2 separate regions of the Triticum aestivum genome follow, and region 1 is linked to region 2. Evidence: chromatin contacts called from public Hi-C data. All regions are on one chromosome and are shown on one strand. The core of a region is the stretch at or near the end of the contact, and the rest is flanking DNA. Distances in the headings are between cores, read along the strand shown. Region 1 holds the start of LOC123166278 (probable galacturonosyltransferase-like 9). Region 2 holds the start of LOC123163631.

Region 1 (6,127 bases), core at 120-2,619, 310 kb before region 2:
TCCTTCCCCCCTCGCCGCCCTGTACAGCCGACGGCAACGGCAGCCGCAGCGCTGCCATTGCCAAGAACCGCCTAACCAACAAAAGAATTACTGTAACTAGTCAGTGCAGCTACGGGCTCCCTCTACCAGGCGGACAATGCCGGCCCGGAAGCCGGCGAGGCGGCGCTGCTCGCGTCTCCGGCGATGTAGAGGTCGTAGGACTTCCAGGTGTGGTCGAGCGGGCAGGGCCTGCCGGCGTCCAGGCGGTCCCACGGCTTGCCCTTGCCCGACCAATGCATGAGGCTGACGGGCCCGTCGTGGAGCGGGCGGCAGCTGCCGTGCACGTTGTCGCCGCCGAGGCCGTGCTGGTTCCAGCGGAGGTCGACGGCCTCCACCTCGCCGGCGAAGACGAGCAGGAACGGCGGCAGCGAGCCCAGCTCGTAGATGCGCCTCTCCTTCTGGATCTCCATCCAGCGCTCGATCCGGCGGCGGTAGTTGCCGGCCCTCCAGCGGCGGAGGTCGATGACCATGACGCCGGTGTTGAAGTAGCAGGGCGGGCGGCGGCGGCCCGCGAAGACGCGCGCGCCGAGCGCCGGGTCGGACCAGAAGGCCGGGGTGAAGTAGCGGGAGAAGTTGGCGTGGCAGTACTCGGGCGCGGCGACGACGGCGGCGGCGGGGAGGCGGGTCTCCCAGAGCCGGCGCACGTCGTCGGCGGCCAGGACGTCGGAGTCGAGGTAGATGGCCCGGGGCACGCAGGGCGGGAGCAGGTCGGCGAGGTGGTTCCGCGCGTAGTTGAGCGGCGCCTCGAGGGCGGCGCGCACGGACGCCGAGATGAGCCCGGCCACGGCCTCGGCGCGGAACGGGTAGATCTCGAACCGCAGTGACGGGAAGGAGGCCGCCAGCGCCGCGCGCAGCTCGCCGTCCCCGGGCGCCGCGGCCAGGAAGTGGAAGAAGAGCGACTCCGGGCAGGAGGCGTGCTTGAGCAGCGAGTAGATGGCCGCCATGGAGCCCCGCAGGTAGTGCGCGTCGAGGGTCATGGCGATGTGCACCAGCCCCGGGTCGCACACGCCGGCCGCGGTCGCCGCCGGGCACCCCTCCCCGTTCCGGTACTGCGGCGCCTCCGCGAACCTCGGCAGCGCCGCCGCCGCCTCGCCGGGGACGGCCAGGAGGAAGAAGAAGAGCAGCGCCACGGCTGCCCCGGCCGCCCTCATCGCCGCCGCCGCCGACGGTTCTTGGATTCTTGCGGCGCTCGCTCGCTCTGTGCGGCGCAGGCTGTGGTGAGCTGTCCCGCGTGGTGGTGCAGCAGTGATGCGGGGGGCGAGGGCGGGCGTATGTATCGGCGCCGCGGTGCGGTGCGCGTATGGGATGGGAATGGTGGTGGGTTTTGGGGGAGGTCTCCGGTGATAAAGGGGGGTCTCGTGCGCGTTCGGGAAACGCGTACGAGTAAACGTTTTCCTAAAATAATCAGCGCGTAGACGCTGGAAGGTTGCTCGGTCACTTCCATCCGTCTACTTTTCAATTCGGCCACGCCATTAGCTGTTGCATGCTTTAATTGTTTTCATTTCAAAACATTTACTTACAACATTACTACATGAAGATTCTGGTTTCCATAGAAAAGCATGCACTGAGGTTTTGCCAAAAAGAATACCACTAGTATAATGGTGAGAGTGGGTCTTTGCATTTTGATTTTTGAGCTCATGTTGTGTATCTCTTGGCATTGACAAAATCATATTTGTCCATTTTAGACTAATGACATATTTCCGCCATTGACATATCTTTTTTGTTCTGTCTGGTCTATAAAGTCAATTGCATGTTTAGTATTAATTGATCTTTAGGCTTTTCTTCGCTACTAAATGAATTTTTGAGTAGGCCCGCGGCTTTCGCGAACTAAAGTGGATGTTCACATGTGTATCTCGGTGATGTGCTTCATATATCTGTGATATGGTGAGATATTTTATTTGGCATTGCCTATTCCATTATATTGTAGCAATATTATTTTGTTGTAGCAATGGTGGTGGTGTTTGATTTGTTTGGTCAACTTTCGTCCATCTCATGTGCAAATTAATATCGATATCCACACGGCCATGCCTATAATTATTATTATTTTATATCCATTGGATGTGCCAAAATATGTTTCCTAATTTTTCTTGTTGCATTTATTTCTCACGTTGACATTTTGTTGTAACTGAGACGTTCTTTCTCTGGTAGTCTTAGAGCTAAAAAAAATTGTATACACACTCAAGATTCCAAACAAAGTACATGCTAAAACACCACGACATATTTGTGTGTGGCCCTTAAGGCTGGTCATAGTGGGGAGTATCATATACCAGTATCATGCATATGATACTAGTGTATGATACTAGTACATCCATAGTGCATAGTAGTAACATAGATTAGTATCATAGGTGGTCTCATTTATTGTCATGCATGACACACAGTAGCATAACATTTATTATGTTACGGTATCTACATATGTTACTATAACCATCTCTCTCTTCTTTAATTGACTGCCACATATGCATGTTTCTGAATCCCAAGTGCATGACACTACTTATGTTACCCCCACTATGGCCAGCCTAAAACATCACCATGAAAGGTGTCTTTGTGCGTGATTTGGAGACTCATTAAAGTTTTTGTCGATCACCGTGTTTTATGGTGACGAGTCACTGTTCACTTCTAGCTGTGCTATCTACCTCATTTCCAAAAAAAACTATTGGCCGTCATATTAGGCTATTAGTTGTTGCATGCTTCTATGGTCTCACAATGTTTGCATAGTTGTACTACCAGTGTCCATGTTTATTCTAGTAGTAGCAACATGTTACATGATGATGATGTGAGTTGATAGTAGTTAAGGACATGAAAATGGAAAGTTATATTTTATATAGAAGAATAGAAACTTCAATTTCAAAAAATCAAATGCTTGTCTACTGGTGCATTTTGATTTCATTGTGTGCCTTTCTGGGATCAAATTAAACCATTTTTCATGTATTATACATAATATGGCAACATGTGTCAACTTGGTTTTGTCGTGCTTGCGAAGTAACCAGATTAATTAATTGAACTTTTGTTTTTCTTCATTAAATGATTTTGTCACCATACACAAACTTTCTAAATTAATATGTATATCAAGTTGAATATGTTGACTTATGTGTTTTCTATCTCTGCTATATGGTGAAATAATTTGTCTGTTACTACGTACTTATGTCATTATATTTTCGGCAACAATATTTTGTTGTTACAGTGACATTGGTGTCAGGTTTGTTCGGAAGAATTGGCATTTACAATTCAACTTTAGACCATGCCATGTGCTTTTGAATAAAGATGGATATCCTCACCTATATTTGTCATTTTTTACTTTATGTATGTTGGATGAGTCATAATATTTGCCAGTTTTAACTGCATATTGTTGCTCGCATTGACTTGTTGTAACAAGATGGAAATTAGAGGTAAGTAGGATTCTACTGTTCAACTATTCCAACTTGTGTTGAAAAACATTTTGACATATTGTCGTGGACTTAACACGGCAGATGTCCTAGCGAAAGGACTTAGTTGTGGAGTCATCGCAACTAGGTTAGCTTAAAGGGGTTAATCGGGACAAAGGACACAGAGAGTTTATACTGGTTCGGCCCCCCGCGGTGGAGGTAAAGGCTTACTCCAGTTTGGGATTGTATTGCTTGGGTTTCTATTACCAGGGAGCGAATACGCTTGATCTAGTTCTCGATCTCTTGTTTCTTGCGCTTAACTCGCCGCCGGGTCACCCCTTTATATACACATGTTGATGCCCGGCGGCTTACAGAGTCCCTGCCGGCTCATACACAACGTGTCCGACTCGGTGACCAACTAAGCTTGCCTTACAAATTACAATACAAGTCATACATATGGCAGTTCATCCTCTTGGGTCTTAAGTCGTCTCTGGGTCTTGGGCTGTCAATAGGCTTGCTATGACCCGCCATCTTCATCAATAAGTCGCTAGTGGTACGACCCGGCCCCTCCTGGGCGGTTTATACCCAATAGTTATATCCCCAACATCAGGCTCCAGGTTGATTTGAACTTGTTCATATCAATCTCCATTACCTGACTTGTCAAAATCTTGCATCGCCAGTTTAACGAGTTTGTTGTAACCCGCCATGATGTCAGCTCACAGAATTATGTTAACCCGCCATGATGTCATTTTGCATTAATTTCGCACGAGGCTCGGAACATCTTAACTGATCTTTATCTTAATAATCATCCCGAAAAACGAGGCGTCCATATAGCCACATGATGATCTCGGCCTTCTCGATTCCCGCGTATTCCTTGTATCCACCCTCTTATAAATAGGCTGAAAGATCGTGGATGTCGCCTAGAGGGGGGTGAATAGGCGCTTTAAAATAATTACGGTTTAGGCTTGAACAAATGCGGAATAAACCTAGCGGTTAATTTGTCAAGCACAAAACCTACAACAACTAGGCTCACCTATGTGCACCAACAACTTATGCTAAGCAAGATAAACAACTAAGTGATAGCAAGATATATGACAAGAAACAATATGGCTATCACAAAGTAAAGTGCATAAGTAAAGGGCTCGGGTAAGAGATAACCGAGGCACGTGGAGACGACGATGTATACCGAAGTTCACACCTTTGCTGATGCTAATCTCTGTTTGGAGCGGTGTGGAGGCACAATGCTCCCCAAGAAGCCACTAGGGCCACCGTAATCTCCTCACGCCCTCGCACAATGCAAGATGCCGTGATTCCACTAAGGGACACTTGAGGGCGGTCACCGAACCCGTACAAATGGCAACCCTTGGGGGCGGTCACCGAACCCGTACACTTTGGCAACCCTTGGGGGCGGTCACCGTAACCCGTCAAATTGCTCGGGACGATCTCCACAACCTAATTGGAGACCCCGACGCTTGCCCGGAGCTTTACACCACAATGATTAAGCTCCGAACACCACCAACCGTCTAGGGCGCCCAAGCACCCAAGAGGAACAAGCTCAAGGGTACCAAGCACCCAAGAGTAATAAGCTTATCAACTTGTAACTTCCACGTATCACGTGGAGAACTCAAACCGATGCACCAAATGCAATGGCAAGGGCACACGGAGTGCCCAAGTCCTTCTCTCTCAAATCCCACCGAAGCAACTAATGCTAGGGAGGAAAATGAGAGGAAGAACAAGAAGGAGAACACCAAGAACTCCAAGATCTAGATCCAAGGGGTTCCCCTCACAAAGAGGAGAAAGTGATTGGTGGAAATGTGGATCTAGATCTCCTCTCTCTTTTCCCTCGAAAACTAGCAAGAATCCATGGAGGGACTGAGAGTTAGCAAGCTCGAAGGAGGTCAACAATGGGGGAAGAACACGAGCTCAAAGGATAAGGTTCATTGGAGAAGAAGACCCCCTTTTATAGGAGGGGGAAAATCCAACCGTTATGCTCACAGCCTACACATAGCGGTACTACCGCTCCTACGAGCGGTACTGCCGCTAGGGCGGCAGAAGCCCAATGAAACAACACTGCAAAGGGGCAACAGGGCGGTACTACTGCAGGAGCGGTACTACCGCCTGCCCTTGCGGTACTACCGCGCATCCACTGATGTAAAAAATAACTGCCGCACCTACAACCGCTGGAGCTAGCTACGAGAAAAAGTCGGCACGGTACAACGCGCACAGGGAGCGGTACTACCGCGTAAGGGTGGATGTAAAAAATTACATCCGCGCCTATTACCGCACACAACAGCACCAGGACACGAGGCAGCGGTACTACCGCTCACCAGGAGCGGTACTACCGCGTAGGGTGCGGAAGTAAGAAATTACTTCCGCGCCTACTTCCGTGCGCGCCAGCGTTCTGGGCTAGAGGCAGCGGTACTACCGCTCACTAGGAGCGGTACTACTGCTGGCCCCTGCGGTACTACCGCTCCCTTGAGCAGTACTACCGCACGCCACAGAGGGTTTAGCACTTGGATGCCTGCAAAACGCAGCTAAAGACACCAGACGGATCCAATAAAACCAGAACTTCCATAACTTCTGCAAATGAGCTCTGAATTGAGCAAACTCAAGCTTGTTGGGTACAAGACAACGAGTAGCATCAAAACAGCGAGGAGAGAAACCTCCAACAGAGAAGAACCGGCAGAACCTCCAACATCGAAAACATCATAGAAGAAGCATGTGAA
Region 2 (5,798 bases), core at 2,460-4,959:
TTGATCCTAGTATGTGTGTCGTGCAGTCCAAGGCACTTATCTTGATGGCACACATCTAGGGGGAGCCCGTCTATATTTTAGAGATGTGGGGTTTGCTTATGACCTTTATCTTTCTCCGTTCGTGCAAATCCCGTATTGTCATCAATCCACCAAAAAGGGGGGAGATTGTAAGGGCATATTTAGCCCTAAGGTGTTTTGGTGATTGATGACAATGCTTTTGCGGACTAATCGTGTGCACTGAGTTTTTCAGAGATTCATCCTTTGGCACGAGACGATTCCCTCCCCTCGGAGTTTGAAGCAAAGACGGTGTAGTCCTTTCGATTCAGTTTGGTGGACTAGTTTCGTAGGGATCACCGTACTATCAAGAGGGGGTCCGCTTTGGAAAGGCTAGGGTGGAATCATCACGTACACATCCCTTGCACACCCTCCGAGCCTTTCCATTTCAATGGAGAGCTCGTTCCTGTCCTCATTGTGCCTTCTCTGGTCTGAGCGGTAGTACCGCGGGCCGGAGCGGTAGTACCGCTTGGGTGCTACAAGCGGCAGTACCGCTCCATAGCGGTAGTACCGCTTGTAGCCCCCAGCCGTAGTACCGCTGCGGTTTTGTGCTAGTACCGCCTCGATTCGAGGGCTATTTTTTCGTGTTGAACTTTACGGTACCAGCCGCGGCAGGAGAGGCGGTAGTACCGCTCGCGAGCGGTAGTACCGCTTAGGTTGTTAAGCGGTAGTACCGCTGGCCTAGCGGTAGTACCGCTTGGGCTGTTAAGCGGTAGTACCGCTGGCCTAGCGGTAGTACCACTCTCTGCGGGGCTGGTAGGGGGGTAACGGTTGGATTGTTCCCCCCACTATATAAGTGGGTCTTCTTCTCCAAAGTTGACCTACCTCTTCCCCCCAAAACTCCATTGTTGCTCCGAGCTTCATTTTCGCCCGATCTCTCTCCCTAGCCAATCAAACTTGTTGATTTGCTCGGGATTGGTTGAGAAGGCCCCGATCTACACTTCCACCAAGAGAAATTTGATTCCCCCACTAATCCCTAGCGGATCTTGTTACTCTTGGGTGTTTGAGCACCCTAGACGGTTGAGGTCACCGTGAAGCCATAGTCCATCGTGGTGAAGCTTCGTGGTGTTGTTGGGAGCCTCCAATTAAGTTGTGGAGATTGCCCCAACCTTGTTTGTAAAGGTTCGGTCGCTGCCTTCAAGGGCACCAATAGTGGAATCACGACATCTCGCATTGTGTGAGGGCGTGAGGAGAATACGGTGGCCCTAGTGGCTTCTTGGGGAGCATTGTGCCTCCACACCGCTCTAACGGAGACGTACTTCCCCTCAAAAGGAAGGAACTTCGGTAACACATCCTCGTCTTCACCGGCTCCACTTTTGGTTATCTCGTCCCTTTACTTGTGCAAGCTTATTTGTGTTATATCCCTTGCTTGCTTGTGCACTTGTTGTTGTTGCATCATATAGGTTGCTCACCTAGCTGCATATCTAGACAACCTACTTTGATGCAAAGTTTAATTTGGTAAAGAAAAGCTAAAAATTGTTAGTTTCCTATTCACCCTCCCCTCTAGTCAACTATATCGTTCCTTTCACAGGATACAGACAATACAGCTTCATCGATTCCTTGAACTCCACATGGTCTTTCAAATGCCCTTGAACTTCCTACAACGACAGCTTGTCCCTCTCGATCTCTGATATGTCTTCATCGCCCCCCCACATAATCCAAAACAAGATCAGTGCAGACGAACTGGCCTCCAAAATGAAACCCGACATTCAAAATCTCCGTAGGGTTCATGATTTAACTGAAACAAACATGACAATATCACTACATTGTCCTAATCCGTGCATTTGGAATAACAAAAAGGCACAAAAATCGAACCAAAAACCCAGATCTCCGAAAAGCCCCAGTTTTTCTCCGTGAAACCCTAACACTAACAGAGCGGAGAGAGCCTAAATTACGGCGAGCGGAGGAGGAGTACATCGGCGACAATACCTTTGACGCCGCTCATCACCGCGTCGTCACGATCACCGCAGATCACCCGCCCGTCGCCATTGCCGTCGCTCGAGCAGGGGAATTCTAGGAGAAGCCAAGAATGGGGATGTACTGCCTCTACGTGGGCTGCCTCTGCACTAAAAACATGGGAGGCGCTATGGGCTGCTATGAGACAGCCCAACTTCTACACGCCCAACGTGCCCAATAACCATCAATCCAAGTTTCTGTCTGCCATGTCATCAATCCTTGTTTGGGAATGCGACCAGGGGTCATTTTAGACCGGGATTAGAGAGTTCAGTGTGCTGATTCCTAGGATTTAGAGTTTAGGGTTTGATTAAGCTAACGCCTACGAGTTCAAGGTTTTATTTTGGACTTTTTCCTATCTTGGCAATGGGCGCCTCAAGCGTCAAATAGGAAATGAAAAAAAACAGTTTTTTTAGGGATCCCACACTTTATTAATTAGAAACTATGTTCATAGGGATACAAAGGGGGTCATGAGGGGATAGAAGCCACAAATGGGAAAATTTCACAAGGTTGTGCGCCTCTAGATTCGAAGCACGACCTTCAAATACAAAATCACAACTAGCAAAATACCCTCTTCTATTATTTATCTCCTTGACGACCGTGATATGGGGGCTTCCTATCCCCTTTTTGATGTCATCCGCAATTGGCTTGCAGTCACATGCAATCACCAAGTGATCCAAAGATAAATCAGCCGCAAGTGCCAAGGCCTTACGACAAGCAATGGACTCTAAAATTGTAGGATTTATAACCCGAGGTAGAACAATTGCCGAGGACCCGAGGTACTGACCATGTTCATCCCTGCACACTGCTGTCGCAGCTCCAACACGCCTATCATGGGACAGACCCCCATCTACATGGATTTTAACATGTCCGCTTGGAGGTGCTTTCCAAGAGCTCCGCCTCATTATTGCATGTGCGCGTCCAGCCGGAGTGGAAGTGCTAACAATCATATTCACACCATCCAACTTGGCAATGAACCTTTCTATGAAGCGGTGAGTCGACATTGGGCTTTGAAATATTGACTCATGTATAGCTTTTCTACGCGCAGTCCATATTGCCCAAAGAGTGACGGTCATCTTCACAAACTCCATATGTGATAATGCATCCATCATGTTGAAGAGCCAATGTTTAGCATTGGGTTCTTGAGACTCAACAATATGATCAGTTAATTCCTCGTCACCTAAGGCCCACACACACCTCGACGCTGTGCAATCAATCAACGAGTGCCTCCATGAATCAACTGCTCCACATAGTTGGCAAGAATCTGTGTCACACATGTTTCTATGGTGGCGCACATCCTCTGACAGCAAAGAATGTCTTGCGAGCCTCCAAAGAAAAGTTCTAATTTTGCTTGGAACTTTGGTGTTCCACAAAGATGACTAGCACTTCTCATCTGCCGTGCTGTTGGATGAATCTCCTCTTTGATCGAGCAAGTTATCTCTCATATTTCTCAAATTCACCAACATTCGATATGCCGACCTGACAGAAAATGCACCTTTCTTTTCAAATTGCCATGCCCAGAAGTCAGTCATTGGTGTCGTGCAAAGAGGTGTATTCTTTATAACTTGAATATCAGACGGAAGAAAAAAAAACAGGTGAGCGACATTCGCAATAAAAAAGATTCGCGACCCACATGGGCCGGCCCGTTACGTACGAGATTTACGCCTCCACGCAGACCCTAAATGCCGCAGGTGGCTCGCCCGACCCACGCACTGCACTATTCTCTCGTCCCGCCGCCGCCGCCACCCGACACATGCCCCGAAACCCTCCACCCGAGAGCACGTTCACCTCCGAGCCTCCGACGCCGCCGCCCACGCTGCCGCCCCGCTCCTCGCAACTTCGCCGCCGCCGCCTTTAGATCTTACTACTAGGTCGTCTTTGCCACCGCCGCCGCCGGCCCACACTGCGTCGCCCCGAGCTCTTCCGGCGACCCAGAGCATAAATGGCTGACCCTAACACCGCCGCCGCCCACGCTGCCTCCCAGGTCTTACTCGTCCCCCACAGCCACCCCGTTCCTCGCTGCTTCGCCGCCGCCGCCGCCGCCGCCGCTAGATCTTTGTAGATCGTCTTTGCCGCTGGCCCGCACTGCGTCGCCCGAGCTCTCCGGGCGACCCAGAGCCTAAATGGCCGACCCTAAAACGTTGAAGTACAGGTTGCGACCTGTCGAATTCAAGGGCAAGCAAACTCATATTATATGTTATCATAATGTTCCTGTGTGGCCTACGACAGTTGCCGTAGTGAATTACTTTCTCCTCACCGATCCGTCGTGCTTTAAGTTCGACAAGACAGTCGATTTTATCTCCGTTTATGATCTGCGGAACATGGCAGCATCCCTTGGGGATAAGGTAGTGACGCACATCAAACAGGATCAAACAAAAGACTGGACGAAGGACGAGAGGAAGGTAGCTACGGGTGCCTCGTTGTCCACATTATTGCAGCTAGACGGATCTAGCATTCAACCGATTAACATATTGTATGTGAAAAAGACATTATCCTTTTGTAAATATATCCCTTCTATTTAGTGTTTACCTTCTGCCTTAACATGTTTTGTTATGTCTGATTTGACGCAGCACCTCTGGTTTTCTTGATTCTCCAATCATTTCTACCCTTTGTCATTTGAATATACCAATCCTGCATGGATGGATTCTTCCCCATGAGGTACTCTATACATTAGTTAGATCAGTATTTGTAGATAGACCAGTGTTTGTAGAAACTGTACTTTTTACAACCCTTATATTTTGTTCATTCAATATCAGGATAAGTACAATAAGCTTCGCGGCAAAATTTCTCAGAATCCAACACTTGTACTGAAGGGAATGGAAATTGCAAGTGAATTTTTACAGAATTCTCAGACTGAGTTAACTCAACAAGGCATTAAACTTCTGATGAGTAATAATGATGCTATTGCTGAAGGGAACCTTTGTGCGTTATATAAAAAACATCTTAATTTGATGTATAAGGTATTACATTTCTTTCATTTAGATATCAGTTGAAATACAGGGGCACAACAAGTATTATAATCTCTTATTTATTTTGTGTAGCATAAAGGAAACTTATATGTCCTTGTGACAGAAGGGGACACCCAAGACATTCCCCCCACCGCAATTTGGAAATCTTTAACTATGGTGTGTTAAACATTCCCCTAGTGCAACATTAACTCGACATTATCTATTTTACAAGATAATTATCTTTCTTATTAACAGGGTTTCGAAGAGCAAGTGTTATTCACCGACAATTTTGTCCCTCTTCCCGCCGACGAGCAACCAAATAAGGCGGTAAGTTTTTGCCAAATCTCAGCAATTCCTTTGCAAGACCAGACCTCTAATTTTGTTGGCTAACTCTAAATGAACAGGGTAGAGAGTGGGTTGTTGATTGGCAAAAAAGGTTGGCAGATAGTGAAGCAAAAAAACAGGATAAGAAAATGAGAAGGAAGAGGTGCGAACTGAAAATGAAAAAGATGCATGCTCATTCTATCAAAACACATAGTAGTCTCTAATAGACTATTTACTTTTTACTTCGGTTATTCATGATTTTTTTAATATATGCAGACCAAATTCAGATATTGTACCTACTCCTTCGTCATCTCCAATCACACAAGAAGTGACTAATGTACCTACTCCTTCGTCATCTCCAATCACACAAGAAGTGACTAATGTACCGCTGAACTCAACCGAAGAGTATGTGCTAGCTAAGTGTTTAAGTTGCATAGTCTTATGTTTTCCTCTACTCAAATAGTAACATCGCTCTACCTGTCTATACTTACAGTATTAACTGTCTAATTGACTACTTTA

What was found. A called contact is a pair of places that touch in the nucleus more often than the background predicts.
Region 1: a Hi-C map of leaf shows a contact between it and region 2, with 6 times the contacts expected there. The contact joins the promoter of LOC123166278 here to the promoter of LOC123163631 in region 2. A contact is called at or near these places in 2 of 5 Hi-C or Micro-C datasets (both in leaf) and 1 of 1 datasets of contacts at active chromatin or transcription factors (leaf).

Annotation. Positions count from the first base shown.
Region 1 is chr7D:161,026,574-161,032,700 of IWGSC CS RefSeq v2.1, reverse strand. It overlaps LOC123166278 (probable galacturonosyltransferase-like 9), which reads right to left and starts at 1,369. Exons shown (of 1, transcript XM_044584052.1): 1 at 1-1,369. The coding sequence starts at 1,190. The coding sequence ends at 123.
Region 2 is chr7D:160,722,138-160,727,935 of IWGSC CS RefSeq v2.1, reverse strand. LOC123163631 reads left to right here and starts at 3,709. Exons shown (of 16, transcript XM_044580990.1): 1 at 3,709-4,480; 2 at 4,578-4,665; 3 at 4,764-4,967; 4 at 5,049-5,132; 5 at 5,211-5,282; 6 at 5,360-5,442; 7 at 5,556-5,684. The coding sequence starts at 4,131.